Linked DNA regions of Zea mays: regions 2 and 3 are each linked to region 1. Evidence: chromatin contacts called from public Hi-C data. All regions are on one chromosome and are shown on one strand. The core of a region is the stretch at or near the end of the contact, and the rest is flanking DNA. Distances in the headings are between cores, read along the strand shown. Region 1 holds the start of LOC100381399 (Suppressor of mec-8 and unc-52 protein homolog 1). Region 2 holds the start of LOC542347 (thylakoid assembly 1). Region 3 holds the start of LOC100191852.

Region 1 (4,533 bases), core at 1,254-3,753:
CCTCCTGTGCTGCCAGATGGACGGCGGGGGTAATACTTCAGGTCAAGACCGTCAGCTGCCCCACCGAAAACCGAGCAGTAGTGCGAAAGCGCACGCCGTGCAGCATCTTGCATGGCTGCCTCAGCTGAGTCCCGCTCAGAAATAGAATAGTGCTCTGAGCAGGCCTCCGCACCCTGGAGACTGTTCTCCGGGCAGCGCACCAAGCAAGTTGCCTCCCAGCGGTCCGGGTAGACCCCGCGACTGTGCTGGTAGACCACACAGCGATACTCGACGGACCAAGTATGCCGGTCAAATGCCCGACGTAGCAGGGTGTCGAGCGCATCATGGAAGTGACACCCGCGAGCAGCGTCGCGAGTGATGGGTCGAGCAACCCATCCTTCCGGCTCAGGGTTAGCAGAGAAGTCGGTGTCGTGGCTCGAGCTGTCGTCGCCATCTCCGTCGTCTGGGTCTCCTCCAGCAGCTACTCCAGAAGCTGGGGCGCCCAGTGGTGGTGCAGGGGGCGGCTCCAGAGGAAGCACAGGAGAGCAGCTCCTCACAGACTCTATCTCCTGGTGGAGCGAGAAAGAAGAGCCCTGCTGCTCCTGTCGTCGACGTTCCTGCTCCTCACGCAGGCGGTGGTGTAGTCTCTTCAAGTGGCTAGACTGTCCGGCCACGGGACGGCGAAGCGGACGCTCAGCAAGGCGGGAGGGTAAGAAGGGGATGACTGACTTTCGTGCAGTGTGTCTAAGTCGAGCCATCTACAAAAGACATCGCAAGCAAAAGGGTGAGAACAGAATTAATATGACCAGCAAATAATGAATCATAAGTAAATGAAGGATTAGAATAAAACATGATTTTCAGCAAGGTATAATATATAGTAGAACATAGGTTTGGTCGGTAGGACCAACTTTTGAAGGGATATCAAAGTCAAGGCAGAGACAGAGGTCTATAGTCCTTAGAACGACCATTCTACTCTAGGTTAGCGGTCCTACAGTCAGCACGGTTCTGATACCACTTATGTCACACCCGGTTTGCCTTCTAAAACCGTGTGTGACAATCAGGTAAGTAATCAGTTGTCAATAAGGCTTATCATATGTTGCAAAATTTATGTGGATGGTAAGATGTAACTTGTGGTGCAATATACTACCCACTCACTAATACTATCTGCCCTCCCCCTTAACCCTCATTGTTCAGGCTTTCACTTTAGTGAAAGGTGAGTGCACCAACCATATATAGTAGAACGATGTATTTAGTGCTGCTATTGTTTATTTCTTTATTCACAAAACCATCAAGCTAGCTTGTGCTCCCAGTTTCTATCATTTGTTCTTATTCATGTAGTCTTGTCAAGATACTTCTGGTGATATTACTTATGAGGGGAGGTCATGTCTGCAGATCTCAAGATCTATCGGAGATGTATATCTAAAGAAACCAGAGTATAACAGAGAACCTCTTCACAGATGGTTCTCCAAACTTCCCTTGGGCATAAATTCATACACCAGAAGCCGGTTGTCACCATCTAAACTTCCATTGGCCGAATCCTTTCATTAGTTCATCACAAAATTCTACCATCGACGCCCAATCAGTGGAACCCTACAACATGTAGAGAGAAAGGAAGCAACTACCTGGTGTGGTAGTAGAGCTGGGAGTCGACATCCCACACGAGATCCCGTGCTGCCGATGGTAGGAGGGCACCGAGCCGCCGTGGTCTTCCTCCCCATGCTGTCGCCGACCTCACCGCCAGTGCCGCCGCCGGAGGCCGAAGCGAAGAACGCCCTCGTGGCCACCGCCAGCCTCTCCATCACCACTGTTGCCTTCTCATCGGTGGATTCAGCCTTCTCATCGGCGGATTCGGCCTCGACCCCTCCGAGTTGTTGCCGGAGGGGTCGGGAGTGCGCTGGATGTGCGAGCGCATCGCTCGTGGTGGTGACGGGGAAGTGGGGGAATCGCGGGCCGGGGCGGCGGCGCGCGGGCAGCGGGGGTGGAGCGTGGAGGGACGCGGAGGGAGCGCTAGATTTGAGGATGGAGCCGCGGGATTCGAGGATCGAGCACGGAGGACGGATGGAGTGCGGAGGGAGCGCGACGGCAGAACCGTGCACCATCCTCAAATGTGGACGCCTATGATATAGACATAAGGAGTAGTAGAGATAACGGCCAGATGCTGAAAAGGAGGTGAAACAAATAGGGTAAGTCTGTTGATGTGAGACCCACGGACCGCTAAACTAAAACAAGTCGGCCACTAGGCTTGGCAGCCCATTTATCACCAAATGGAATGAGCCCAAATAGAAAAGCAAACCACAAAAACTGTGCTCGGCCCAAATGGGACCCATAAGGCTCGCGCATCGATCGATGCATCTAGCGGCCCTTCTTTCCGTGGCCCAATTACCGAAGCCCATCGCACCCAAAATCACCAGAGCGCCTCTCCTCTCCCTCTCCAGCAGCCGCTCCCGACTTTTACCTTCCTACCTGGTGCTGTAGCATCCGCCGCCTCCCGCAGAACCCGAAGATGGCGTCGTCGGCGTCGACCCTCGAAATCGAGGCCCGCGAGTACGTACAAACCCCTTTCACGCCTTTAAAGGCCTCCTTTGTACTAGCGAAACCACGAGAGAAGAAACACGGCGAATCCCTAAACCCTACTAGGGTGCTTCAGCTTGGTTCTTGAATCCGTCTGTCCGCGGCCGATAACTACCTTTCAGCGTCGCAATAAATCGATAGATTTTTGGGATTTCCACATCTTATTGAATCTATCCGAGAACCGCCTGACTTGCAGTAGCATTAGTGTCTTAAGGTCGACAAAGGATTTGAGCGCGATGTTTTTTTTTTGTGCGCAGCGTGGTTAAGATAGTGCTGCAGTTCTGCAAGGAGAATTCGCTGCAGCAGACGTTCCAGACGCTGCAAAACGAGTGCCAGGTCTCCCTCAACACTGTTGACAGCATCGACACCTTCATTGCCGACATCAATGCCGGGCGTTGGGATGCTGTGCTTCCCCAGGTCGCACAGCTCAAGCTGCCACGCAAGAAGCTCGAGGACCTCTATGAGCAGATTGTGTTGGAGATGGCTGAGCTCCGTGAGCTTGACACGGCCCGTGCCATCCTCCGTCAGACGCAGGTCATGGGTGTTATGAAGCAGGAGCAGCCTGAGCGGTACCTCCGCCTTGAGCACCTCCTTGTCCGCACATACTTTGACCCCAATGAGGTTGGCAAGTTTATCTTGCTATGTTATTCTTGTTATGTTGTTTATATTACTCCCTGAGCTATATTAATGTTGAAGTACTGGAATATCATTCTGCCAACAGGCCTACCAAGAATCCACCAAGGAGAAGCGGCGAGCACTGATTGCTCAAGGTGAGCTTGCTGAATGTCTTATTTGTTGACGCTGTGTTTTTTATTTGTTCAGAGTTTGGAGCCGATGTTCATAATGTACCATAATTATTTCAGCACTTATAAGCAAATTTCGAGAGTTGGAAGTTAGGGATTCCTTATTAATATCTAGATGACTTAAATAATTTGGTCCTACTTTTATTCAGTTTTATCTACCCTGGGAATTTTGTTCTTTGCAATCCTAATTTTTAACTACTAGTTGTTCCTCTGCTATGCCAATTTCAGCTGTTGCTTCAGAAGTCTCAGTAGTACCGCCATCTCGTCTTATGGCACTGATTGGTCAGGCTTTGAAGTGGCAACAGCACCAAGGTATTCTCTTTGCTGCACACTATTAAAAGGATGCTACCATGTATATGTTAATTGTTATGAAATAGTCATGAGATTTTCAATCTTTTCCTATTGCGTAGGATTGTTGCCTCCTGGCACACAGTTTGATTTATTTAGAGGAACTGCTGCAATGAAGCAGGATGAAGAAGAAACATACCCTACTTCCTTATCTCATCAAATAAAGGTGATTTAGCTTCTGATAGTATTTACTTTTCCTCTTATATTTCCTCTTTTTTACTTGATAGCAAGAAGTAATTAATATGAACTTTAGAAAAATGAAAAGCTAAATTGCTGAGTTAGTGTATTTAGTATCTAGCAGCTCCAAAGAGTAAAGGCGCAATCTTAGTAACGCAAAAAAGAAGATACTGGAAAGGATTAGACTAATCGGGTGGCATTAATATGTGATGATATCTACACATTTGAACTTGGGCATAATAGAAGTAAGAACACTGAACATCTGTTACATTTGCTTGTGATTTGTTATCATCAAGATTATTGGAAACCCTAACCCTAGGATGGGTTGGGTATAGTGTATTAATAGAACACATGACTGGGCCAGGCCCATTACAGGGGACAGGTAGCTAACACCCCCTGCAGTCACAACTCTATCCAGTACAGATGTTGAGACTGGATCGAAAGTCTAGAAATACACTCGACGGTAACCCCTGGGTGAAGATGTCGGCGAACTGCAGGGTGGTGGGGACGCTGAGAACCCAAACGTCGTCGGCAGCCACACGCTCGCGGACGAAGTGCAGGTCGATCTCCACATGCTTGGTGTGCTGGTGCTGCACGATATTGGTGGAGAGGTAGACGGCGCTGACGTTGTCACAGTAGACGAGGGTGGCACGCT
Region 2 (4,533 bases), core at 616-3,115, 220 kb after region 1:
TATATATATATATATATATATATATATATATATATATGCACTTTAGAAAAAGGCTAGCAAGCTCTATAGAACATGACTGCTGAAATAATGGCTAGCTGTGCAGGGAATGGCCAAACATCATATAAAAAACTAACCATAGAAATCTGAGACCAAATAAAACCTAACTGAAATGAAAAAATCACTTAACAATGTATGTGGCTCGGTTAGAGATTTGGAGAGGAGAAATCCAGGATCCAGGAAACAAGCGAGGCTGCGAGGAGCGAGACCACGACACTGCAGACCTTAAAACTTCAAAAGCTCGCTTCCATCTCCAAGAAGCTTGCAAGGCAAAAGACATTTCAGAAGCGAGCTGCATTAGCAGACTAAAACAGAGCAATAGCAACAACTAGCAGATGGGAAGGGAACAAAATAGCAAGAGATGGAACATGTTCACTACCCCGAGGATCAGCTCGTACTCCCGCGCCAGCCTCCTGCGCCCGGCGTGTGGCTATCTCCCTTCGCGCGGCGACCATGGGCGACCCGGCCGGCACCCGTAAACCACTAATGCCATTGCCTTCCCCTTTTCCCGCTAGCCGTAATGTGGAGGTCGTGACATCGAACGCCCCCGCTGCGTGCGCCACTGGAAGGGCAGGAGCAGGGCCAGCGACTAGAGCATGGCGAGGAGCTGGCGTAGCACGAGTAGTGCCATCTTTGCAATCGCTGCCTCTGCCTCCTATCCCTTCGTCTCCCAATTGGGATGAACATGTTCCAATTGGGATGAGGACCGAACTGTGTGTGCGCGGGGATGGCGCACCCAATTGGGATGAGGACCGGACTGCGGACTTCCGGCCGGGTGGGTGGGGGTGGGGATCTAGAAGCTTGGAGAGATTGGCTGGTCGTATGGAGTTGGAAGCTTAACAGCAGCGTTGGTCGGGGGGCGGGGGCATCGCGGAATGGAGAGGCTAGCTAGGAGACAGTTGGTGTGTGATCTAACGACTGAAAAAATAAAAGGACGACGTGGACCGGCTTGGAGGCCGCGTTTCGAACCGGCTTTCATATAACGCCCCGTTTGGATCATTGGAATTGAATTCTATTCTAATAATAGTAATTTAGGCATATATGAATAAAGATAATTCGATTTTATACAAAATATATTTGTATACTATTATTAGCAAGATGTCAGAGATATTTATGTGCTACATTTTTACTATAGAGGAGTGAGACGAAGAGTGTCATGTAAGTCAGAGTAGAAACAAATTCTACTAATGCATAAAATCATTTCCCATCCTCCACCCCATGAATTTGAGATGGACTTATATATGAACTTTGAAAAGTGGTGGAATGTCAAATTCCAAACTAAATAAGTTACTTTATTGAGTGAATTCCAATTCCTCTAAAATGAAGGCATCCAAACGCCCCGTTAGAGAAATGCTACACCAATTCCATTCTGTTTATGAACAGGTGCTACAGCTGAAAGAAGATCATTGTTTTTTCCTTACGGGGCGTTTGGATCACTTCATTTTAGAGGAATTGTAATTTACTCAATAAAATAACTTATTTAGTTTGGAATTTGATATTCCACCACTTTCCAAAGTTCAAATATTAGTCTATCTCAAATTCATGGGATGGGGGATGAGAAATAATTTTATACAGTAGTAGAATTTGTTTCTACTCTGTAACTTACGTGACATTCTTCGTCTCACTCCTCTATAGTAAAAATATAACATATAAATATCTCCGACATCTTGCTAATAATAATATACAAATATATTTTGTATAAAACTGAATTAACTTAATTGATATATGTCTAAATTACTATTATTAGAATGAAATTCAATTTCAAACGGGGCGTTATTGAAATGAGGGGCAATTTTGAAATGAGCCTATAGTACGCTAGTGGATGCCCGGCTCTGCCTGGTGCGGCCAAGATACATTTGGGCTTAAACTGAATATGGGTTCGGTCGTCGGCCCACCTAGTTCCTTATCCGTCGTCTCCTACGCCTCCATCCACACTCCACAGCCACGCCACAGTCGTTGCCCACCACCCAGAGCACGCGGCGGCTTGTCGCCGTGCGCGCCGCCACCATCACCACACGAGGCGCCGGAGAAAGACATCAAGCGCACGCCCATGGCCATGACTCCTCACGCCTCGGCGGCCACCGTAGCCGTTACCCCTGCGTTGCGCTTTCCCCACACTTTGTCTGCCACGGGCCTCTCCTCACCGCCTCTGGCTGGGGGCTGCGGCGGCTGCCGGGTTCGGTTCCGGCCCAGCCAGCGCGGCCGAGGCACGCAGGGGCGGCGAGGTGGCTCTCACGTGTCGCGCGTGGGGGGCCTGCTGGGCACCGTATTCGGCGGGGGCGGCCGCGACGACGGGGAGGCCACGCGGAAGAAGTACGCAGACACCGTGGCGCGTATCAACTCCATGGAGCTCGAGGTCTCCGCGCTCTCAGACGCTGATTTGCGTGCACGCACCGCTGCGCTCCAGGACCGTGCTCGCTCCGGGGAATCCCTGGATTCCCTTCTCCCCGTACGTACCCAAATATATAACGGGCACTCGTATCCTTTCACTACAGTGTGTCGAATCTAAAATGATTAAATGAACTTTATTAGTGACTACACTAAAATGTTACAGTCTGTGATCATGAGAATGGCGTTTTCAGGAAGAACTAGGAAAACCATAGCCTTCATTTTAATTTGATTCTCTGAGTGACTACAGTATATTAGTATCTAAACAACTTCATCTTCAATTTACTCTCGTATCAGATTGCAGATAATAGAAACAAGGCTGCAAACATTTCGTTTTGCATCTGGATAATGCTTAACATGTATAATTTTGGAGCTTCATCTGAGACTAATCAATTCACTGTCCAGAGTGTATGTACAATTAGTGAACCAACCAAGAACTGAATTCTCTCATCAAAGTTATGAAAGAAATCTATGATGTACCAAGGCACAAACAAATAGACTAACTCATTGTTCCTTTTCATTAGCCACTTTAAGATGATCTAAGATATGTTAAATCATGACTCCTGTAGAATGACATCTCAATTTTTCATGGTGGAATCTGTGTCATCATTTGTGCAGGAAGCATTTGCTGTTGTGAGGGAGGCTTCCAAGAGAGTTCTAGGCCTCCGGCCCTTTGATGTGCAGTTGATTGGTGGTATGGTTCTGCACAAGGGGGAGATTGCTGAAATGAAGACCGGAGAGGGGAAGACTCTTGTGGCCATTCTGCCAGCATACTTAAATGCTTTGAGTGGGAAAGGAGTGCATGTTGTCACTGTAAATGATTATCTCGCAAGACGTGATTGTGAGTGGGTTGGTCAAGTCCCCCGATTTCTAGGACTGCAGGTTGGCTTAATTCAACGTATGTCATCACATCACATTATTCATTCCTGTTGGTTGTGCCGTCTCCAGTTGTGCATATTCTTCAGCTTCCACATTAATATTGAAAATATTAATTGGTCCCTTACTTACCAATTTAAGCTCTAGCACTTGAATGATTCATGAAAGTACTGATATGTATATATATGAAACTAATGGCACATAACCCTAAGAGGATGGCTTGCTGAACTACTGAACCATGAATAAACTGATAGCTCCAATTATGAATGTTTAGTTAGGCCATTACCATTCTGAATTATAGGATATGCTTCCTGCCCTATCATGCTGCAGCTTCATGTGTCCTACAGTACTAGCCCAATTGGCATTTTGATTATTTTTTTTCTGTGTGCAGGCATTATTTATATGTTCTGTTTCATTGTTGCTAGTGATAGTTTGTTAAACAGAGTTTTTATTTTGACAGAGAACATGACACCTGAGCAAAGGAGGGAAAATTACTCATATGATATTACTTATGTCACAAACAGTGAGCTTGGTTTTGATTATCTAAGAGATAACCTTGCAATGGTATGCATTTCTTATGTTGGAAATACTTTGTCATTAATTACACCCTGCGTTCCAAATTGTAAGTCATTCAGGCTTTTCTATATACATTACGTCTAGATACATAGTAAAAGTTATGAATATAGAAAAGCCAGAATGTCTTACAATTCTGAATGGTCGGAGTAATATCTAGAGATGGCAATGGGGAATTCCCTGTTGGAGAATGGCTCCACATCCCCGTCCCTTAGAGAAAAATTCCTAATCCCCACGAACGCTCGCGGGAAGATTTTTCACCCATCCCTTTGCGTCGGGGAATTTATCCCCGTGTGGAACATGTTGTCACATCCGGTTTTAGAGGTAAACCGAATGCGAACCATATATGTGCGAGGATCAGAAATTCACGTACACAACAATTACATAAATGACTCATCATAGCACAATGCTTCGAATAACAATAAAGATTAAGTAATAATATTAAAGAATAGAATCATTTACATAATATAAATCAAAGTACACATAATAGAAATGTAGCCAACGTAAACAACCCACCACAGGCAGCTGACTGGGGGAGGTCGCTAGCCTAATCCTCGAACTCGTCAAAGTCCTGGAACTTCTGCAGATTCGCCTCGACGCCTTTCTCCTTCTTTATCTGAGCATAGATTGCACTAAAGG
Region 3 (4,533 bases), core at 1,018-3,517, 170 kb before region 1:
AGCAACAATTAAGGCAATGCAAATAGTAATTAGAAGTTTTTAGCTTAACATCAGATACACTTGCTTACTTTGAATTGAGGGGTGCTATGGTAGGATTATTCCCGTGTAGAAAGATAATTAGCTTTAGAATTTTTATAGCATTCATATCCTAAGGTGAGCTGGAAAATAATGCAGACAATGGTAATAAAAAGTTAAAGTGTATTTTGCACTGACGCTTTAGCAGTCCCAAGAAGAATCTTTATGCGGGCCTCCCATGTAAGAGAGCCATGTTGACTCATAGCTCCATGAAGCCATTGTTCTAGGTTTCCATTGTTCACATACTCATAGACAAGCATCCTGAAAAATTCATTTCAAGTTAGATATGATGTCAGAAAAATGATATGCTTATTGCAACTGTAATAGGAACTACCTTTGGGTACCCTCCACGCAATAACCAAGAAGCCGGACCAAGTTCTTGTGTCGAACATGACCAATAGCCTCAACTTCTACTCTAAATTCCTTCTCAGCTTGACCTCTACAGATTCACAAAACATCAATTGGAGAAACTAAATGCAACATTGGTAAGGAAGACAAGCAGGTAAATAACGAGCTGAGATTAGATAAGGAAGGCTTACAGGTTATTGAGAAGCTTTTTGACAGCAACAGGGGAGCCATTGATTAGCTGCCCGCGATAAACTACACCGTATCCACCCTCACCAATAATGTTGTCCTTTGAAAAGCGATTGGTAGCAAGCTCCAGATCCCTCAGCGTAAACCAGTGACCCCAACCAAGGTATGAAAACTCGGGCAGGCCAACCAGAGGTGAAGGAGCAACTATGGCATTAGCTGAAGTCTGCCGAAACGTTCCAGAGCCACCTTCCTCAGCTGACTGGAATCCTGCATCCTTGTCCATGTAGCGAAATGACCCCGAATGGCTCTCATCACCACGCTTCGATTTGCTAACACCCAAATGGGCCATGACCTTGTCCGAATCCCGGTCGCTGGTCTTGTCCTGGAACGTGAGGAGGACGCCATCATGCGCCACAAAGTCGCTGGCCGGCACTTGCTCCACCCTCACCTCCTTGATTTCCTTGGAAATTGCAGGGATTTGGGTGATTGGGATATTTGCGGATGCCCGCCGCCTTACCCTCTTCTTGCTCCTGAGCGTGAGCCACACGGTGGCAAACAAGACGAGCACCATGAAAGCTCCCAAGGCAATGCATATGACCTCCCATACTTTGAGATGCAAGGGGCCTGTAGGCGTGGAGAGATGGTCCTTCAGAGTAGGGGAGGGCATCGGTGACGACATGGCGGGATGCCAGCTTCTTGCTCCTACAGACCAAAGGAAAAAAAATTAAGAAAACACAGACGAGCGAGTTAGCTGCCCATGCAGCCCGAGAAATGACATCACACAATGCAGGAAATACCGCCGATGGGCATACAGCAGCTCTCCACGCAGCAAAATGCAAATGCATGAATCTGGATCCACGGAACATGCGCAAAGGAAAGGACAGCTTCCTGGACTAAATGGGAGCAGTTAAGACGGGCAGTACACGGGAGTACATTATCTTGGGCTGGAAGGGAAGCAAGAATAGTAGCTGTCCTCCAATCAAGACTAGGTAATAAATTCCAGCGATGGCGATCTCGGTACGGGTCGTGTACAGGTACACGCAAGGATCAACAGCTAGCACATTTAGCTTCCATCGTGTGGGTCTGCGGCTGTGGCGGCTGTGGGAAATAACCCATCAGGATTTTTTTTTATTTTTTTAGCAACCTCAATTTGGTCCCAAGAGCCCGAATTGCATGATCCTGAACGCTGCGGAACAAGCAGAAGAAGCTAATCTCACACCATGGATGGAGTCCGCGCTACAGGTAAATCCGGAGCAAACAGAATGGGCAGAGAGATAGAGGAAGGGAACCAAGGACAATTTGGATCTGACTGAGAACAAGAACAGCTCAGAGGCATGGAATAAGAATAAATAACCCACCAAGGTTCCAGTTAGGAAGGCCAACTCACCGGCAGAACGAGGAAGCAGCCGACGCCCGAGCGGCCGGATCTCCGCTCCACCGGACCGCGAGAGGCCGGAGGATCCAGCGGAGAGAGATAGAGATGGGCCTCCCGGCAGCGGCCTCCTGCGCGTGCGCTGTGCGGAGGAGGGAGACGGAGAAAGAGAAAGGGAGCGAGATATTGGTTGCGCTTGGTGGCCGGATCGGAGCGGTAGGTGAGTAGTATCTGTGGAGTATTTCCGCGCTTGCTTCCCTTTTTCCTCGAAAGAAATCGCAAATGGCGATGGCACAAAACGCAGCAGGGGGCGAGGGCGAGCAGAAGCAGCAGGAGCAGGTGTTGGTGCCGGGCGGGCTGGGCTGTGCTCCTGCCTGCCTGCCTGTTGCCTGCCGCTGCTCCTTTTCTCTTCGTTTTGCTTGTTTTCGCAGCGGCGCGGCGCTTAATAAATTTTATATAAAAAAAACGCTAAAAAGGTGGTGGATTAGTGGGGGTATTAAACTTAAAACAGGCAGGTGGCGGATTAGCGACCTTTCATGTGACGTGGAGTTTCGGGGTCGGTGAGGGGGACAGCGAAATGCATGCCGCACTGAGGCTATCCGCAACCGTTACCTCTAAATTTTTCCTCCTATATCACTTTTTCCCCCTATTTTCTCCCCTATTTTTTCATCTCCCGCAGCGGTTCCCCCTAAATACTCCGCATGCAAGGGGAGGGGGCTGCGTAGGGGTTGCGCTGCGGTTAGTCTGAGGCTGAACTGAATGAACACCTCAGCGGCAGTGACATGGCATGTGACTGTCTTTTCACGCCTCCTTACGATTCACTTGCTGCTGTCCACGTACGAATCTGCTCAAGTGAAAACATGAGCAATTGCATGTCATGAATCTTGCCAGAAGAGTCCTCGTCTCCACTTTAGGCCTGTTATTATAATAGCATATGGTTTGTAGAATATTAGAATGGATTGAGATAGATTTTTAACTTACTATAGATTTAAACTAACTCAATATCATTTAATCCATATAGATTAATAATGAAACGAACATGCTCTTAGTGGAACATTTTTTTCTTATTATATGTAAGCTCCTTTCAGGCCTTGTTTTCTGTTCAATATTGCTCAAGCAGAACCCAATGCCGATTGTATGAACATCCCGTCTGGCTAAATATAAAGCTCTCTTTTTACTCTCGAAAAAAAGAATTTGCTCAAACAGAATTGTCTAAATCTTCTTTATTTCCATTCATTCATGAATCATTTAATAACATAATTTCTAAGCATTTCGACCCACTACACAGTTCATAATACGATGTTCTCTACAATCATATTGAACTGTGCAAATTTCATAAAATTACAATTATGAAAAGAATATAGCAAGGACTACCAAATCAACTGCTATTGGAGCCTAATTTTGAGACAGGAAATTTATAACATTCTGCTTCCCATATGAGTATGCGACTTATTCTATTTGATATATTTTACGCTCAAAGCTGTAACCGTAGTTTTTTTGTATCGTAGTTTTTAGAGAATTTAGGTTTGACCCACATAATAATTCATATAAATCCTAAATGCCCAGCCACACATGTATGGTATGGTGGGAATTTTAGTACCACCTTGTTAGCTTTTGTCTCTACCTAGTTGAAGCCATTGAGAAGACACCTAGTTGAAGCAATTGAGAAGAGAAAAACAGAGGACTCATGCGCGCGCTCGCCAGGCGGGGCAATTGGCACGGGCAAACGACATGCGCGTGAATGGTCCGACGATTTTTCGCTTCCAACCTTGCGAGTGTGCGACTTTCTTTTGCTACTTGATATTTTGCTTGCATGAAGAAAATTGCGCTGGCCTGTTTTGGTAAACAATTATTCTCGCATTAATTATAATTGATTGTCACGTTAGTGTTGTGATTACACGGCTGATTACTTGTCTGTTTTGATCGCGTCGTGTGTACATATTGAGGGCGAGATACTGTTCCTTGGAACCGACTTTTCTCCTCACACAAGAACGTTGTGCTGCATTCGTCTTCCCCATCCCGCGCCATGTAAGCTTCCCATATGAGTATCTCCGAAGCCTACGTCCCCCCGTGTTCCTACACGGGATAGGGTCCATATCAGGTTTTTGGGAAACGCCATTGTCGTATGCTTCCTCTACGCCGACGTCGTCGTCCTCGCCGGCCTGCTACGTCTACTCTTGTGATCTTCTAGCGTCGACAACTGAGAGCACCTAGAGGGGGTGAATAGGTGATCCTGTAAAATCAAACACTAAATAGCCACAAAACATAGTTATGAAAGAGTTAGTATGACTAAGTAGCTTTGAGGGGAGTTCTTGTGAACAAAACAATCACAAAGAAAGCAACACAAGAGACACACGATTTTTATCCCGTGGTTCGGCCAAGCAACGCTTGCCTACTTCCACGTTGTGGCGTCCCAATGGACGAGGGTTGCACTCAACCCCTTTCAAGTGATCCAATGATCAACTTGAATACCACGACTTTCTTCCTTATAGTCTTCTTCCCGTTTGCGAAGAATCTCCACAAGTTGGAGCCTCTCGCCCTTACAATATTGA

What was found. A called contact is a pair of places that touch in the nucleus more often than the background predicts.
Region 2: a Hi-C map of ear shows a contact between it and region 1, with 3 times the contacts expected there. The contact joins the promoter of LOC542347 here to the promoter of LOC100381399 in region 1. A contact is called at or near these places in 11 of 25 Hi-C or Micro-C datasets (bundle sheath, ear, endosperm and 4 more).
Region 3: a contact with region 1 is called in a Hi-C map of ear, with 4 times the contacts expected there. The contact joins the promoter of LOC100191852 here to the promoter of LOC100381399 in region 1. A contact is called at or near these places in 3 of 25 Hi-C or Micro-C datasets (ear, leaf and tassel).

Annotation. Positions count from the first base shown.
Region 1 is chr3:58,828,637-58,833,169 of Zm-B73-REFERENCE-NAM-5.0, reverse strand. It overlaps LOC100381399 (Suppressor of mec-8 and unc-52 protein homolog 1), which reads left to right and starts at 2,503. Exons shown (of 15, transcript NM_001174240.1): 1 at 2,503-2,523; 2 at 2,808-3,171; 3 at 3,272-3,320; 4 at 3,582-3,665; 5 at 3,764-3,867. The coding sequence starts at 3,031.
Region 2 is chr3:58,605,298-58,609,830 of Zm-B73-REFERENCE-NAM-5.0, reverse strand. It overlaps LOC542347 (thylakoid assembly 1), which reads left to right and starts at 1,865. Exons shown (of 20, transcript XR_002268001.3): 1 at 1,865-2,506; 2 at 3,064-3,343; 3 at 3,782-3,885.
Region 3 is chr3:59,002,492-59,007,024 of Zm-B73-REFERENCE-NAM-5.0, reverse strand. LOC100191852 reads right to left here and starts at 2,267. Exons shown (of 8, transcript NM_001137276.1): 1 at 1,997-2,267; 2 at 615-1,311; 3 at 410-514; 4 at 214-336. The coding sequence starts at 1,288.